Regions from separate parts of the Sus scrofa genome. Here regions 2, 3 and 4 are each linked to region 1. A link is a contact called in public HiChIP or PLAC-seq and promoter capture Hi-C data. All regions are on one chromosome and are shown on one strand. Each heading gives the region's core, a stretch centred on a gene start, on an enhancer-like site or on the middle of the called end of the contact. The rest is flanking DNA. Distances are from core to core; before and after follow the strand shown. Region 1 holds the start of LOC100514500. Region 2 holds the start of MRPL22 (39S ribosomal protein L22, mitochondrial). Region 3 holds the start of CNOT8 (CCR4-NOT transcription complex subunit 8). Region 4 holds the start of LARP1 (la-related protein 1).

The links. Promoter capture Hi-C pulls out the DNA fragments that hold promoters and counts their contacts. HiChIP or PLAC-seq counts read pairs in DNA pulled down with a chosen protein or histone mark.
Region 2: a promoter capture Hi-C map of liver shows a contact between it and region 1, with 6 times the contacts expected there. The contact joins the promoter of MRPL22 here to the promoter of LOC100514500 in region 1. A contact is called at or near these places in 1 of 5 promoter capture datasets (liver) and 1 of 47 Hi-C or Micro-C datasets (skeletal muscle).
Region 3: an H3K27ac HiChIP or PLAC-seq map of skeletal muscle shows a contact between it and region 1, with 12 times the contacts expected there. The contact joins the promoter of CNOT8 here to the promoter of LOC100514500 in region 1. A contact is called at or near these places in 2 of 47 Hi-C or Micro-C datasets (both in liver) and 1 of 2 datasets of contacts at active chromatin or transcription factors (skeletal muscle).
Region 4: an H3K27ac HiChIP or PLAC-seq map of skeletal muscle shows a contact between it and region 1, with 5 times the contacts expected there. The contact joins the promoter of LARP1 here to the promoter of LOC100514500 in region 1. A contact is called at or near these places in 1 of 5 promoter capture datasets (liver), 3 of 47 Hi-C or Micro-C datasets (omental adipose tissue, skeletal muscle and subcutaneous adipose tissue) and 1 of 2 datasets of contacts at active chromatin or transcription factors (skeletal muscle).

Annotation. Positions count from the first base shown.
Region 1 is chr16:71,275,046-71,278,456 of Sscrofa11.1, forward strand. It overlaps LOC100514500, which reads left to right and starts at 1,684. Exons shown (of 2, transcript XR_002339616.1): 1 at 1,684-1,806. It overlaps G3BP1 (G3BP stress granule assembly factor 1), which reads right to left and starts at 1,039. Exons shown (of 12, transcript NM_001205405.1): 1 at 909-1,039.
Region 2 is chr16:68,277,239-68,280,649 of Sscrofa11.1, forward strand. MRPL22 (39S ribosomal protein L22, mitochondrial) reads right to left here and starts at 1,865. Exons shown (of 7, transcript XM_021076707.1): 1 at 1,769-1,865; 2 at 200-242. The coding sequence starts at 231. It overlaps GEMIN5 (gem-associated protein 5), which reads left to right and starts at 1,983. Exons shown (of 28, transcript XM_013984899.2): 1 at 1,983-2,233; 2 at 3,027-3,187. The coding sequence starts at 2,068.
Region 3 is chr16:68,350,383-68,353,793 of Sscrofa11.1, forward strand. CNOT8 (CCR4-NOT transcription complex subunit 8) reads right to left here and starts at 1,638. Exons shown (of 7, transcript XM_013984900.2): 1 at 1,517-1,638.
Region 4 is chr16:68,449,954-68,453,364 of Sscrofa11.1, forward strand. LARP1 (la-related protein 1) reads right to left here and starts at 1,652. Exons shown (of 19, transcript XM_021076708.1): 1 at 830-1,652. The coding sequence starts at 1,268.

The DNA.
Region 1 (3,411 bases), core at 434-2,933:
CGCCCAACCCTTGTCTCCCTGGAAGCCCACAACTGGCCCAACTACAAATGCCGCTGCAGTCGACCTTCCGAGGCTGGTACTGTCCCCAGGGACTAGTGCTCTGGGGGCAAAGGTGCCCTGGAGCCGCACACGGCGCTGCAACAAAGACTACAATAGACTTGGGGGACGAGGAGTCAGGTGGCCTGCGTTCAAATTCCTGTCCCTAACGATCTGTGTTCGACCGTGTCACTCCACCGCTGGGCCTTCGAATCCGCTGTAAACATTAGAAAATCATGGTACCTACCTCATCGGGACATTGCGGGACTAAAGGGGAAACACACAAGGTGCGCACGACTGTGCCTGGCACAGAGGGAGGGCTTAGAAGATGAGTAGTTAGTACTATCATCATTCGACATCCACGAAGTCGCTGCTTACCCTTCACTCGCTGTAAAAGCTTGGGGGGCAGCACTTCTGCTTCCCGAGTCCAGAAATTCTCATCGCACTTTCGTGCCCCCCCCCCCCCATAAAAGCCTTCTCTGGTCTGGGATTAAGCTGGAGCTACAGCCAGGAAAGGACTCGGATGGCGCGTGGGGGTGCGGGCGGGAAAAGCTGGCGAGCTCGCCGCGCGGGGCCCCAGGCCCTCGAGAGCACTCTGGGGCTCGGGCGGCGGCTGCGGCTCGCTCTCGCCCCGCGTGGCCGTTGGGCGCGGCACGCGCACGCCGCGAACGCGGACACGGCCACGCGCGCCGGCCGGTGGGGGCGGGGGGCGGAGAGCTCCTGCGCGCCCGTGCGCCTGCCGCGCGCGCCTGCGGCCGTTGGGGCGGAGGTGGGGAGGGGGAGCTCGCACAGTCGCCGTTCGGACGTCTCCCTCTCACCTCTGCCCCAGCTCGCCCTCCTACCGGTCCAGCCCCGCCCACACCCTGCCGTACCTGCACGGCTGAACGGGAGAGGAACAAGCTCTGCTCCACCGCAAGGCAAAAGGCAAATACCCTTCACGCAACTGCGTCCGCACACACGCGTGCTCCGTCGCCGGGCTATATAACCGAGACTCAGACTAACTTGTTGCGGCCAAGTCGGGCAGGCTAGTGGCCAATCCCGACGGCGTCCTCTGAGCTCTTCGCGCAGCAATTGGGTACTGACTCAGGATGAAGGCGTGGCTCTTGATTGGCTTTGACTTTTGCCTATGAGCCTGTAAGGATCTCGTTTCCCTAGTGACGGATTGGCACTGAGAGAGACCAATAACGGAAAGGTACGGTGGGGAAGGGGCTGGGAACTTCTTTGACCGATATCCACGGTAGCCAATAAGTGCGTGCAGCCGTTCCCATTCGTTAAAACGTCTTCCCCTGGGCGGAGATCCGTTTTCCATGCAGGAGCGGTTGATCCACAAGGTGGGGCCCTTGTACTTTGGGGAAGTAAACCCCAAGCAACTAGGAGGTGGGCGCCAGGGTGGCTGGGGGGCCCCGGCCCAATCGCAGCGCGGAAAAGAGGTGATTGACGCCGGGGTTGAACGGTACCGAGGAGGCTGAGCCCCGGGGGCCGCCTTGCCTTCTGGGGAGGTTCTGAGGCTTTCTTGGCCCCGGCTTCTGTCCTTTTCCCTTTCCTTTCTTCACTTGTTGGGTGCGGTCCCTGAGGCCCCCTTCTCCCGCTTTTCCCGCACAATTTGGTACCAGCCGAACCAGATGGTGAAGTTTCCCGTTGCTTTATTTTATTTTTTTCCTCTTATGCCAACTTTTTTATTTCCACGCGGCCGCCTAAGGGCACTTGCTGGTTCTCAGCATTAGTCAGCACTATTACTGGACAACCGTTCAAGGAAAGCCAGAGGAGAAGGTAACTCCCGTTGTGTACCTAAGGGCTTGTAAAAAGGTCGCACGTGAAAACTGTTGACTTTGAGGACACTCGTTTCTACTCTGCCCTTCTGGGCAAGTGCTGCTGCAGGTCGGCTAGTGGGTGTTGACCGAGGAACAAGAGTTTGTTCATTCTCCCGGCAGCTTGGCCCTTCCTGTAACATCCTGTGCGTCACCACCATTGTCATTCCCATTTCCAGTTGCCCTAGGTGTGGGGCCTTATTTCTTGTAGTCGTTACATCTTGAAAAGGTAGTTTGTCAAACTCCTATGGACACCCCAAAGCGTCCCTAAAACACCAGAGGCTAAGTGACGCTCCAGCCCGGTCCTGTCCACGTCTTCTAGCCTTTTGTTAGGCCCTCTATTGGTCACCCTGAGCATTTCACATGGAAATACAGAGACACGCCTCGTTTGAGTCTCCTTTGCAGGCACGTGGTCCTGGGGAGGGTCTCAAAATTTTGTAAATTTGGAAATAATGCACGTGGAGCCTCTGCTGGGGGCGAAAGGACAGGGGAGGCAGCCTGGTGGGGTCGGGGTGCAGCCCCAGAAGCTAAATGGGAGCGTCCCTCTGCCCCCCGCCCCCCAAGCCCCACTCCTGCATCAGCCTCTCTCATTCAGCACTTAATGAACTCCAGGGGCTGGGGTCAGGGATGATCAAGATGCTGCTGACCCTGCTTGCTGCCACCCATTGAACAAACCAGGGCCTGGAAGCTCCTCCGCGAGCTCGGGGAAACTGGGGAAGGGGCATATGGGACTTTGGGGGCAAGGAAGGGATCTCGGCTCAGAGGAGAGGATCCGCCACAGGTTTTCTGATTTAAGGAACCTCCAGGATCTCGTTAGCCTTACTAAGGAATTTGGACTTTACTCGGAGGGAGATGAGGAGCCCGTGAAAGATTTCTTAAAAGGTGGACGAGGACATTTGCAGGTTTTTTTTTTTTTTTTAGGCCCCCCCCCCCAGCATATGGAAGTTCCCAGGCTAGGGGTCAAATCAGAGCTATAGCTGCTGACCTACAGCACAGCCGCAGCAACACCAGATCCGAGCCATGTCTGCGACCTGCACCACAGCTCATGGCAATGCAGGCTCCTCACTGAGCAAGGCCAGGGATCGAACCCACATCCTTAGAGATACTAGTTGGATTCGTTTCTGCTGCACCACAACAGGAACTCTGACATTCGCAGTTTTCAAGACAACTTTACAAACTGAACTGCTAATCAGAGCAGACTGGCTGTGAATCTTGGAATTCACAGATGAGGTTATTTAACCCAGGCAGCCTGTGATTGGGCTATTCTTAATCACATTTGGAGGGAATTTTAAATGATATAGCTGTTTTTGTAAGGCTCTTTGGCAATCTGTTAAAATTGTGTATGTGGGCGTTCGAGTCATGGCTCATCGGAAATGAATCTGACTAGCATTCATGAGGACGCAGGTTCAATCCTTGGCCTCAATCAGTGAGTAAAGAATCTAGTGGTACCTTGAGTTATGTAGGTCGCAGACGAGGCTTGGATCTGGTGTTGCCATGGCTGTGGTGTAGGCCACAGCTACAGCCTCAATTTGACCCCTATCCTGGGAACCTCCATATGCCACAGGTG
Region 2 (3,411 bases), core at 615-3,114, 3.0 Mb before region 1:
AATGCCCCATAGGTCATAGGAAGACATCCTGATCCCCGCAGGGCTATGCAGTACGGCAGCGAAAAAACGAGGTGGCACAGCAGACACTCTGGATGTCCAGTTTGCTAACCTCGGAGCCTAAACCAGCGCCAGGCACTGGGCTCTCAGTGACGGACTGAAAAACTAACATGGAGCTTTCTGCAACTCCGAGGCGACTTACCTCAAAGCCAGCTTCCCCCTGAGATTCTGCATCCATAACCCACCTGCAAAATCAACAAAGGCCGTCAATTTAGACTCCCACGTCACTCCTTTCTTCCATCTCTTAAGCCCTAAACGGTCCTTACCCAAACGCTCCAGTACCGCCGCCGCCATCTTTCTCCCTCCCGCTACGGAAGCCTCCGCGTTCAAACGCCGCGTGGGCAAGACGCGTGCGCGATTCTCCGGCTTTCTCCCCGCCCCCAATCCCGGGTCCCAAAGACGCCTAGGGGGTTGTCATGGAGACTTCGAACACGCTTCAGGAGTAAAAGGTGCGGTTGGGCCAGCCTTGCTAGGGAATGAATGACTTAATAAAGGCTCCAACCTAGCGATTTTCCGGAAACTCGTCAGGATCCGGAAAAACTGGATAACACCTCACAAATGGCCTGAAGGGTTAGGAAAACAGAGACCGTGAACAAGCCAATTAACCTGGGAAGGTTTCGGTTTTGTTGTCAGTAAAACAAATAAGTATCCCTATGGCACTGGCTAGTAAAGATCACTAGAGATCATGTGAAAGCTCTTTTAAAGAACATGCAAACTACTAGGTATAAAATAAGCTACAAGGATCTATTGTACAGCACAGGAAATATAGCCAATATTTTATAATACTTTTGAATGGAATCATTACAAATTGTGAATCGTTGTACACCTGAAATTAATATAATATTGAAAATATTTGATAAATAAATGAAAACAAGAGTTCCCGTCAGGGCGCAGCGTAAAGGAATCTGGTTTGTTCCCTGGCCTCGCTCAGTAGGTTAAGGATCCGGCGTTGCTGTGGCTATGGCCTAGGCCAGTGACTACAGCTCCGATTCAACCCCTATCCTGGGAACCTCCATATGCCGCGGGTGTGACCCTAAAAAGCAAAAATAATAATAGTAGTAAAATAAATAATTGAAAATAAAGAACAAGCAGTTCAAATACAAAGTATGATGCTCCAGGTTCACCTCCAAGAGCTAAGAGTTAATAATCGTCAGGCACTTGCTGCCAAATATGGCCAGTAGGCATTTGACTAAATCTCATGTATTCCCCACAGCAATCCAACAAGGCCTGGATTATCATCTTCCTTCTTCAAATGAGAAACAGGTTTAGGATAGGTTAAAGTCTCAGACAACTGGAAAAAAGAGGTCAATCTAGGGTTGGATGCCTCCAAAGTTATGGTCGTACCCACATCCAAATATATTTGACCTCCCTTTATTTGCAGAGATATCTCAAATTTTATTTGCTGGGTATGCCGGAGTTCAAGATACCCAATGCAAACATGCAATAGGGAGTAGAAGAGTGTAAGTACAGAATCTGAGCATTTTAGGATGTTTGAGCTGGAAGGGAACTTCCGTTCTTTTTCCTCCACAGCACTTAACATATAGTCCCTTCACAGAGTTGACGGGTAATCAGATCAAAAGAGTCACTATTCTGCTTTTACTTGAGTATCAAAAACCCAGAGACAGAATTTTCACCCAGTTGCGGAAACCCTTTAAAAAAAATATTTGATGGGATAGGGGTTGAATAGGTCCAGGGAAAAAAGCGTTCTAACCTCTTAATTGCTGTGAGAAGTGAAAAATGCCTAACCCCTGGGCTGGGCTCCAGCCGCCCTAGACGCTCCAGCCGCAGGCGAGGTTCCGCGGCGGAGCGCCGCGCTCTGGACCCCGCCCTTCCCAGCCCAGCGACACCAGTAGCCGAGCCAGCGGTGCGGCCTGGACCTCCGCGCGCGCCGTAGCGGCGGGCCCGAAGGGGCGGGGCTCCGAGTCAACCCCGCCCCTTCCTGGCTACAGCGTGGGGCTACGAAAGGTCTGCGCAAGTAGTTGCTTCCCTCATCCCTGGGTGGCAGTGATCATGGCTCAGGAACCGCGCACGCTGCCGCCCTCCCCTAACTGGTACTGCTCCCGATGCAGCGATGCCGTGCCCGGGGGCCTCTTCGGCTTCGCGGCACGGACCTCCGTCTTCCTTGTCCGCGTGGGCCCAGGCGCGGACGCGATACCAGGGACGCCCCCATTTCGAGGTAATTCCCCACCTCTTGGCCCCAGCCCTCTTGCCCTTCCTGAGTTCCCTGCAGGCTCCGAGTGGGCATTTCTAGCCACCCCCATCTCTTTAGATGAGGAAACTGAGGCTCGGGAAGGAGAAGGGTCTCCTTACGGCCAACTAAGCTGACTCGCGTCCCAGTCTACAAGGCTGAGCTATACACCACGCTGTGGCCGAGCGGTCCCGCCTCCTGGCGCTCTCACGTGGATCCTCTGCTTACTGAAAAGTTAACCCTGTCTCTTTTCAGATATTTAGAACATCTAGGCCTTCCTCCCCAACCCAGTGCGTGCGGGCCCCCTGAGAGCTCCTTGGGGTTGAGGGCTGCCTAATAGCTGCACGCCTTAAGGGAGATCTTGCAAATTTATGATACTAATTTCTGTAAGATGAAGGACTTGAGCCGGATGCTTTCAGGCTCCAACCCAGGTTTTGCTTATGCCTTAGGATATGGGATGCCAGATATTTATTCTGTTCCAAACGATGTCTGGCTAGATCTAGATAAGAATCTCTTTTACTTGCTTCCACTGAGCTGCTCCTCAGTCTGAGAACTGGGCATATCAAGGGATATGAACAGCATTTTATAGATTTGAGAAGACTGAGGCCCAAGGAGATAAAAAAGACATGTCTAAACCCAGGTAAAGGCAGTACCAGCACTTGGGGTCTCTAATTGTGAGTTCTTCCATGGGCTAAGTGAAGTCTCAATCACCACTTAACAGTAAGATTCTGCCAAGGAAGCTTAGGTAGCACTTTAACCTGGAATCTGATTTTGCTTGAAGTCATAGGGGAGTTGGTGGGACACACCGAAAGGGTCTCTGGCTTCACATTTTGTCATCACCTGGGTCAATACAACCTCTGTGCCACCAGCTCTGACGATGGGACTGTGAAAATCTGGGATGTAGAGACAAAAACAGTTGTGACCGAACATGCACTCCATCAGGTACCGTGGCTTACTAGTTTCTCAGGCCATTATTATATATCTGCCAGAGTTCTCTTGCTTCAAGTATAGTTTTGCTAGCTTATCTGTGCAAGTAATTGTTTTCGTTCATTAGATAAGCTCTATATGGTAAGATACTTAAAAACTTTTCTGGAAGGAGGTGAATATAAATAAGAGGTCAGCAAACTGCACTGCTGCCTCCTTTTCCAAACTGTTTTACTGGAATA
Region 3 (3,411 bases), core at 388-2,887, 2.9 Mb before region 1:
TCAGTTTGAGGACCGCCCCTCCATGTCGGTTCCCCTTCCGCGCGCTCGGGAAGGGGCGTGGTCTAGAACTAGCCCATCCCCGCGGGGGGCGTGCCTTGCTAGAGCAAAGGGTGTGGCCCGTCTGACCAAATACCCTAAATTACCAAAGTCCCTTCCTCCCTTCTTTGAAAGACCGTTAAAATCGTTGCCGGGAGCGAAGTTGGGGGCAGGATCGCTGGGGGAGCTCCTGACCCCCTTCCTTCTGTACTAACGCGGCCCCACTTACAAAACTTCTGCCTTAAGCTTCCTTTCCGGCAAACAATTGTTTGTGGGTGGGCCAGCACCCCCAAACCGAGTCTGGGTGACGTCCGCCGAGGCCCGCCTCCCTCCTCCCACCCTCGCCGGTTTGGGCAGCCAGCATTACCATAGCAGCCAGCCCGCTGGGGTTTGCTCGGGTAACAAAGAAGACGCTGCCCGGTGGGGGAGGCACTGGGCCAGCGCTGCCGCCCTCCCGCTTTCGGAGAACCTCCGAGACCTGGCGGACGCTAGGCGAGCTCGTGGGATCCTCCATACGAGAGCAGTGGTGCCCCGGCCTCGCTTAGCAGTATCCTTTTAGCCCCCACCTTCCCTCCGATTCACTGTGAATCCTATTTGAGAAGAGAGCTCTTTGCCAACACCTGTCCTTGGCAGTATTTGACCAGGCGGGGAAGGTTCAGCGCTGCCTCGCGTTCTCCAGCTGTGGGAGAGAAGACAAAGCGCTGGTTTCCCGCACACAGCTGACAATTCCAGGCCGCCCTCAGTCACCGGCTCAGAAACTCCACTCTATCCCTGAGGGACGGTGCAGCAGACTCCGCAGAGCATGGCTCTAGTTACACTCCTAGATGCCTCCACTCGAAGGGGGCTGCTGATAAGTGGATTTCAAATTCACCCCCGAATCACTGCGCCTTTCTACGTTTAAACATTACCTCCTAAAAGCAATCTCTAAAACCCCACATCCGTTTCCCAGGCTGGAGGCAGGGCAAGCCTTCATCGGCAATTCTAACCTAGAGTCCCAAAGGCTAGTCTCCAGGAAAGTGCACTCCCAACCCATCAAATGCACCTTCTGAACACGCCTCCTCTTCTCCCCTCCTGATGAGTCTGTTTCCTTCTCCCATAACATAGAGATATGAGTAACAATCTCACACAATGTCTGTGTTAATACATAGGAAAACCACACCGCACTAAGGAAGATATATAAGTGTATTCAACCAAGAAATGTTCCTAGGCGTTCCCTTCGCAGCTCACTGGTTAACGAACCATGAGGTTGCGGGTTCGATCCCTGGCCTTGCTCAGTGGGTTAAGGATCCAGCGTTGCCGTGAGCTGTGGGGTAGGTTGCAGACGCCGCTCAGATCCGGCGTTGCTGTGGCTCTGGTGTAGGCCAGCAGCTATAGCTCCGATTGGACCCCTAGCCTGGGAACCTCCATATGCCTCAGGTGCGGCCCTAGAAAAGGCAAAAAGACAAAAAAAGAAAAGAAAAAAGAAGTGTTTCTGGCCTGCCTCAGTTTGTCATCCGTGAGATATCCAGTCTGTGTTAGTGCTGCAGACTTAATCATTCTGTTCAGCAATACTGTGCCGAGAAAGCAGGCAAGACGCTCCTTTCCCCCGTCCTGTGAGTTTCTAATGTCCTTTCATACACTTGTAATTACTTTCAGGAGAGGATAGCCCTCTGGGGATCTAGTCATGTGAGGAACAGCTTGTTTTTTCCTGCAGCACTGGTCCTGGTGTCTGCTGAAACAATCAAACAGGAAACACACTCCATCTCCTACCCCACAATACCCCCTCTCCCAGAACTGTGTTCATTTCTCAGGTTACTGAAGGTAAAGGTAAAATGAACACACTGATCGCTTGTATTTCCAGAGAACTTGGAGTATTTGTGGAACAACGGATTTTATGTTGCACTTAGGCTATTGCAAAACTGGAACAATTGTGTAAACCGCTGATGGCAGGGAGAAGCACCAAAGGAATCAAAGGGTAGGTGGAAAAGAACATAGTCAATAATATAATTTCACATTTTAAGGGAAATGCAGCGACACTGGATCCTTAACTCAACCTGCTGCGCCACAAGGGAACTTCCAAAACGATTGTTTTTGAACTACAGACTATGGAAAGTAAGGCTTGAACACATCTTCTCAGCTGGGGGAGTATAGGTATAAAAAAACAGAAACATTGGTTGCAAAATGGGTCTCTGTAAGAACCAGGCAGGCTGATATCCTTAGCTAGACAAACCTTTCTATTATTACCAATTCTAAGTAAATCTAACAAGGTACATTTCTTAAGCTAGGAAATGTGTAGGAAAAGCTAAAATACATATTTGTGTTTGAAATATTTTGAAAGTGGGGCAGAAGGTAAATGCCTCCAGGCATATAATACCACTCACTCCATGAGCCCAAGTTTCAAAACTCTTTTTTTCTTTCTGCTTTTTAGAGCCGCATCTTTGGCATATGGAAGTGGGAACTATATTCTTTTCCTACACCAGAGCCACAGCAACTCAGGATCTGAGCTGAGTCTGAGACCTACATGACAGCTCACAGCAACACTGGATCCTTACCCAGCTGAGCAGGGTCAGGGATCAAACCTGCAACCTCATGGATACCAGTCAGGTTCGTTATTGCTGAGCCACAACAAGAACTCCCTCAAAATTCTTTTTTTTTTTTTTTTCTTTTTGGCCACACCCTTGGCATATGGAGTTTCCCAGGCTAGGAGTCAGATTAGAGCTGTAGTTGCTGGCCTACACCACAGCCATAGCCACGCAGGATCTGAGCCACACCTGCGACCTATACCACAACTCCTGGCAACGCTAGATCTTTAACCCACTGAGCAAGGCGAGGGATCGAACCTGCATCTTCATGGATGCTATTCAGTTTTGTTTCCGCTGAGCCAGGACAGGAACGCTCCCCTCAAACTTCTTTACATTCCTTAGAGTAATGCTGACATACCTAGATGCCTATCAATTGAGTAATACCATTGTTACAGTGCCCTTGGCCTCAAGCTTAGCCAGGGTCAGTCGCCTTATTTAATGTTGTTTTTTTATCAGATCATATATATATCTTTACATTCAACTGAAGAGTGCACCCAGCTGGCTTTTTTCCTTGGCATTGGTGGAATTAACTTCCAGCTTTTGAAATATGTTGTCCCCACTTTTCCTGTGTTACAGAAAAACCTTCTGACTTAAAAATTATCAACAGAGCGTCAAACTTCTCGTAAATATAAAGCAGAGATCATGTTCCATGACTAAGCATTTAAGTATTATTTCGGTCTTCTGATTACAATCTGAAAAAACTTTTGATCTCTGACAGAGTTCAGGGAGTTCCCGTCGTGGCTCAGCAGTTAACAAACCCAACTAGCACCCATGAGGACGCGGATTCGATCCCTAGTTTTGCTCAGCGGTTAAG
Region 4 (3,411 bases), core at 402-2,901, 2.8 Mb before region 1:
ACTGTCACCCGCCCGCCCGGCCCCGCCACTCCCTCGCCCGCCGCCGCACGCCCCTCGCGTCGCCGCATGCCCCCTTACTCGCCTTACATTTCCCCCTTACTGGATCCCCGCACACTCGCCATCCAGAGGCATGGTCTAAAGGCGGAAGGTCCCCGGGAGCAGACAGGGAAAGCACCCAATTCAGGGACATGCTGGGTTTCCTTTCCTCCCGATTCTCCCTGCAATAGACCCCTCAACCTTTCGCCAGTAGCCATTCTACCGCCTAACACTATGTGCTCGAGCAAAAAACTTAACTTTTAAATCCCGAATCCTTGTGGTCGGTATAAACTCGTCGCCGGGTGTTTTGCTGCCCATGACATATGCTCATTAAACATTTACAACATAGGGACAATCGCAACGCCACCAAAACGGACAGCAAGGGGCGAGGTGGGAAGAGGGGGCTTCCCGAGAAATGTTTCAGGCTACAAACAGTCTCCTACACAAACACGCGGTGGGAGGGAAAGGGCTTTTTTCACCGAAACCAGCGCCCACCCTCTCCCGGCGAGGTAGGCCCGAACCACGCCGTTGCCCACTAACCGCTGCGGCCCGGGCGGTGGCTATAGCCTCCCGGAGGCCGGGCCCTCCGGTAGGGACAGGTTCCCGAGCATGCTGGGGGGCAGGGTATGGCGACCTAAATTAAAGGGAGCTAATAAAAAAAAAAAAAAAAAAAAAAAACCCGAGTCACCAGGACCAGTGGCGGACCCCCGGGCCCTGGAGGCCGCTGGGGGAGGGGACGCCTAAGGCCCCGGAAGAGGCCCCCGAACCCAAGATCACAAGCAGGGAGACCCACCTGGAGGAGACTGTCCGTTCACGGTGGCCAGGACCGGCGGCAGCGCGTTCTTAGTCCACGGGTTCACCTTGGGCGGAGGGGCCTCCACGAAGTCTCGGCGCCCGGCGCCCGCGGCTCCCGCAGCTCCTCCGCCAGCGCCCGGCTCGCCGCCGCCCTCTTCTCCGTCGCTGACTGCCAGGCCCTCGGCGCCGGGAGGCTGCGGCGGCCGCGGGCTCTCGCGCTCCAGCTGCCCGGTGCCCTCCTTGTGCGGCTTGGCGTAGGGCGGCCGAGGTCTCCGGGCGCCGCCGTCCGGCTCCCCCCCTCCGACGTCGTTCGCCCCGGGCTCGCCCTTGCCCTCGGGCGGCGGCGGCGGCGGCTTCTTCCTCACCAGCCCCCCGTGCTCTTCGGCCTGCAAGAGCGGGGTGCCCCCCGGCAGCAGCGGCTCCACCTGAGTGGCCATCTGCGCGCCCGCCCCCCCGGAGAAGCCGGGCGCGCCCGAGGCTGCCTCCCCCGCCTCGAACTTGGCTCTCAGAGCCCCCGCGACTCCTTCCTCCGGGGCGCTGGGCCCCAGTGCCTGCGGAGAAGGGTCCGGGTTCACGCTAGGCGCGGCCCCCCTCCCGGTCGGATGCAGCCGCCGTAAATCCAAGGCCTGCTGGCGGGGCGGGGGGGGGGAGGAAGGCCCCCCACTCTGCGGTCCAGGCCTCCTCGGCGCGCGTCCCCCCCGCCCGTTCCTCGCAAGGCGCCCCCACCCCGAGCCTGGCAAGCTTCTCGTCCCGTCCCTCCCTCCCCCCCGCCCCCGGGGCGGCCCGGGCTTCCCGGCTCGGGGGCTGCAGCAATATGGACGGACGGGGGAGAGGCGCGGCGAGCCGAGCTGACCACGCGATCCGCGGCAGGCGGCGGGCGGGCACGCGCCTCGCGACGCAGCGGGCGGGGGAGGGGAGGGCGCAGCGGGGGCGCGCCCGCTAGGGCCGGCCCTGGGCGACGAACGGGCGAAGGCGGCGGGAGCGCGCCCGTACGGCCCCGCGGCCCCGCCCCTCGCCCCGCCCCTCGCCTCCAATTTCTCGGCGCACCTCCGGCGCTGGCTGGTGAGGGGTACTCAGACCCGACGGGGGCGAGCACGTGCCTGATGCAATTCGGAAGGGGGGTGGGGCAGTGAGCCGGGCTAGAGAGAAGGGGTGGTAAAGTGGGGGAAGTGTCTTAAAGAGGTAGCGCGTGAGAGCGGCAGCAGGTGGAGCACATGGGAACCGGCCACGCGGCCGGCTGGGCCTGCTCGCGCTCTTTACGTTGGGTGCGCCAGATTCCAGGGAAGGAGCCATTAATGTCACCCTCGATTTAAGGGATGGTGGAGGGGGGTGCTGCCGGCTCCCTGGCGTCCTGTGGGCCTGGCTCCTCCAAGCCCCGCCTGGGTGACCTTGGGAGAGCCTGTCTCACCTCCGCGGACTGTGCTCGGCTCCTCCCCGCCGCCCCGGCCGGGGACACTGCCCCGAGTTGGATTCGACGCCCGGTCTGGAAGGCGGGCCTTTACCCCTTGGGGGCATCGCGCGCGCCTAGGAAGTGAGCTGGGGATAACCAAGCGCTCCCAACCCAGCCAAGTTCTGAAACCAAGTTTTATGGGCAGAAAATGTCTTTTTTGTCAAGTGGATTTCATTTTTTATAAAGATTGCTTGGGGCAGAGATGAACCAATGCCCGAATGAGACTCAGGAGTTCTGAGATTTTTATACTGACCTTGATCCTGCCCTTTACCAACTCTGCAGTCTTTGGGCCTCAGTTTCCCTACTGTAAAATAAAGAATGGTGTGACAGCGGTTCCAAATTTTAGTGCACATTCAATTAAATAAATATTTACCGTGGAGGTCCTAGGAAACAGAGTTTGGAAATAAACCAGGCTAACAAAGTCCCTATCCTCACGGAATTTACATTCTAAGATGGTGAGAAAGACAACAAACTGAGAAACAGGTGCTTGTCTTGCATCTAAGACAATAATTTACAGTAATAGGTTAGACTAGATTAGTTTCAATGATGAGGGAAAACCCTGAATGCAGATTCCAAAGCATTTGGATCCAGAAATCTGCATATCTAACAAGACCCTTGGGTGCTTGTGGTTCCACACTTCACTTGGAGAAGTCCTGGCCTCTGGCTAGATGGGATCCCACCCGCTTAAGAAATAACCTAAAAGTTCCTGTGTGGCACAGTGGGTTAAAGCTCTCAGGTTGCCAAAGCTGGAGCACAGGTTGCAACTGTGGTACAGGTTCCATCCCTGGCCTGGCATTTCCACATGCCCCAGTTGCAGCCAAAAACAGAAAACAAACCAAAAAACCCATCAATCAAAACCCTGAGTGTTGGGCATCTCCACAACAGGGATTAGAACACACACCTGACAAAACATTGTAAATCAACTATTAAAAAAAAAAAAAAAAAAAGGAGTTCCTGTTGTGGCTCAATGGGTTAAGAACCCAACTGGTATCCATGATGACATGGGTTCGAACCCTGGCCTTGCTCAGTGGGTTAAGGATCTGTCATTGCCATGAGCTGTGGCGGCTGTGGTGTAGGCTGACAGCTGCAGCTTCAATTTTTTTTTTTTTTTTTTCTTTTTCTTCTTAGGG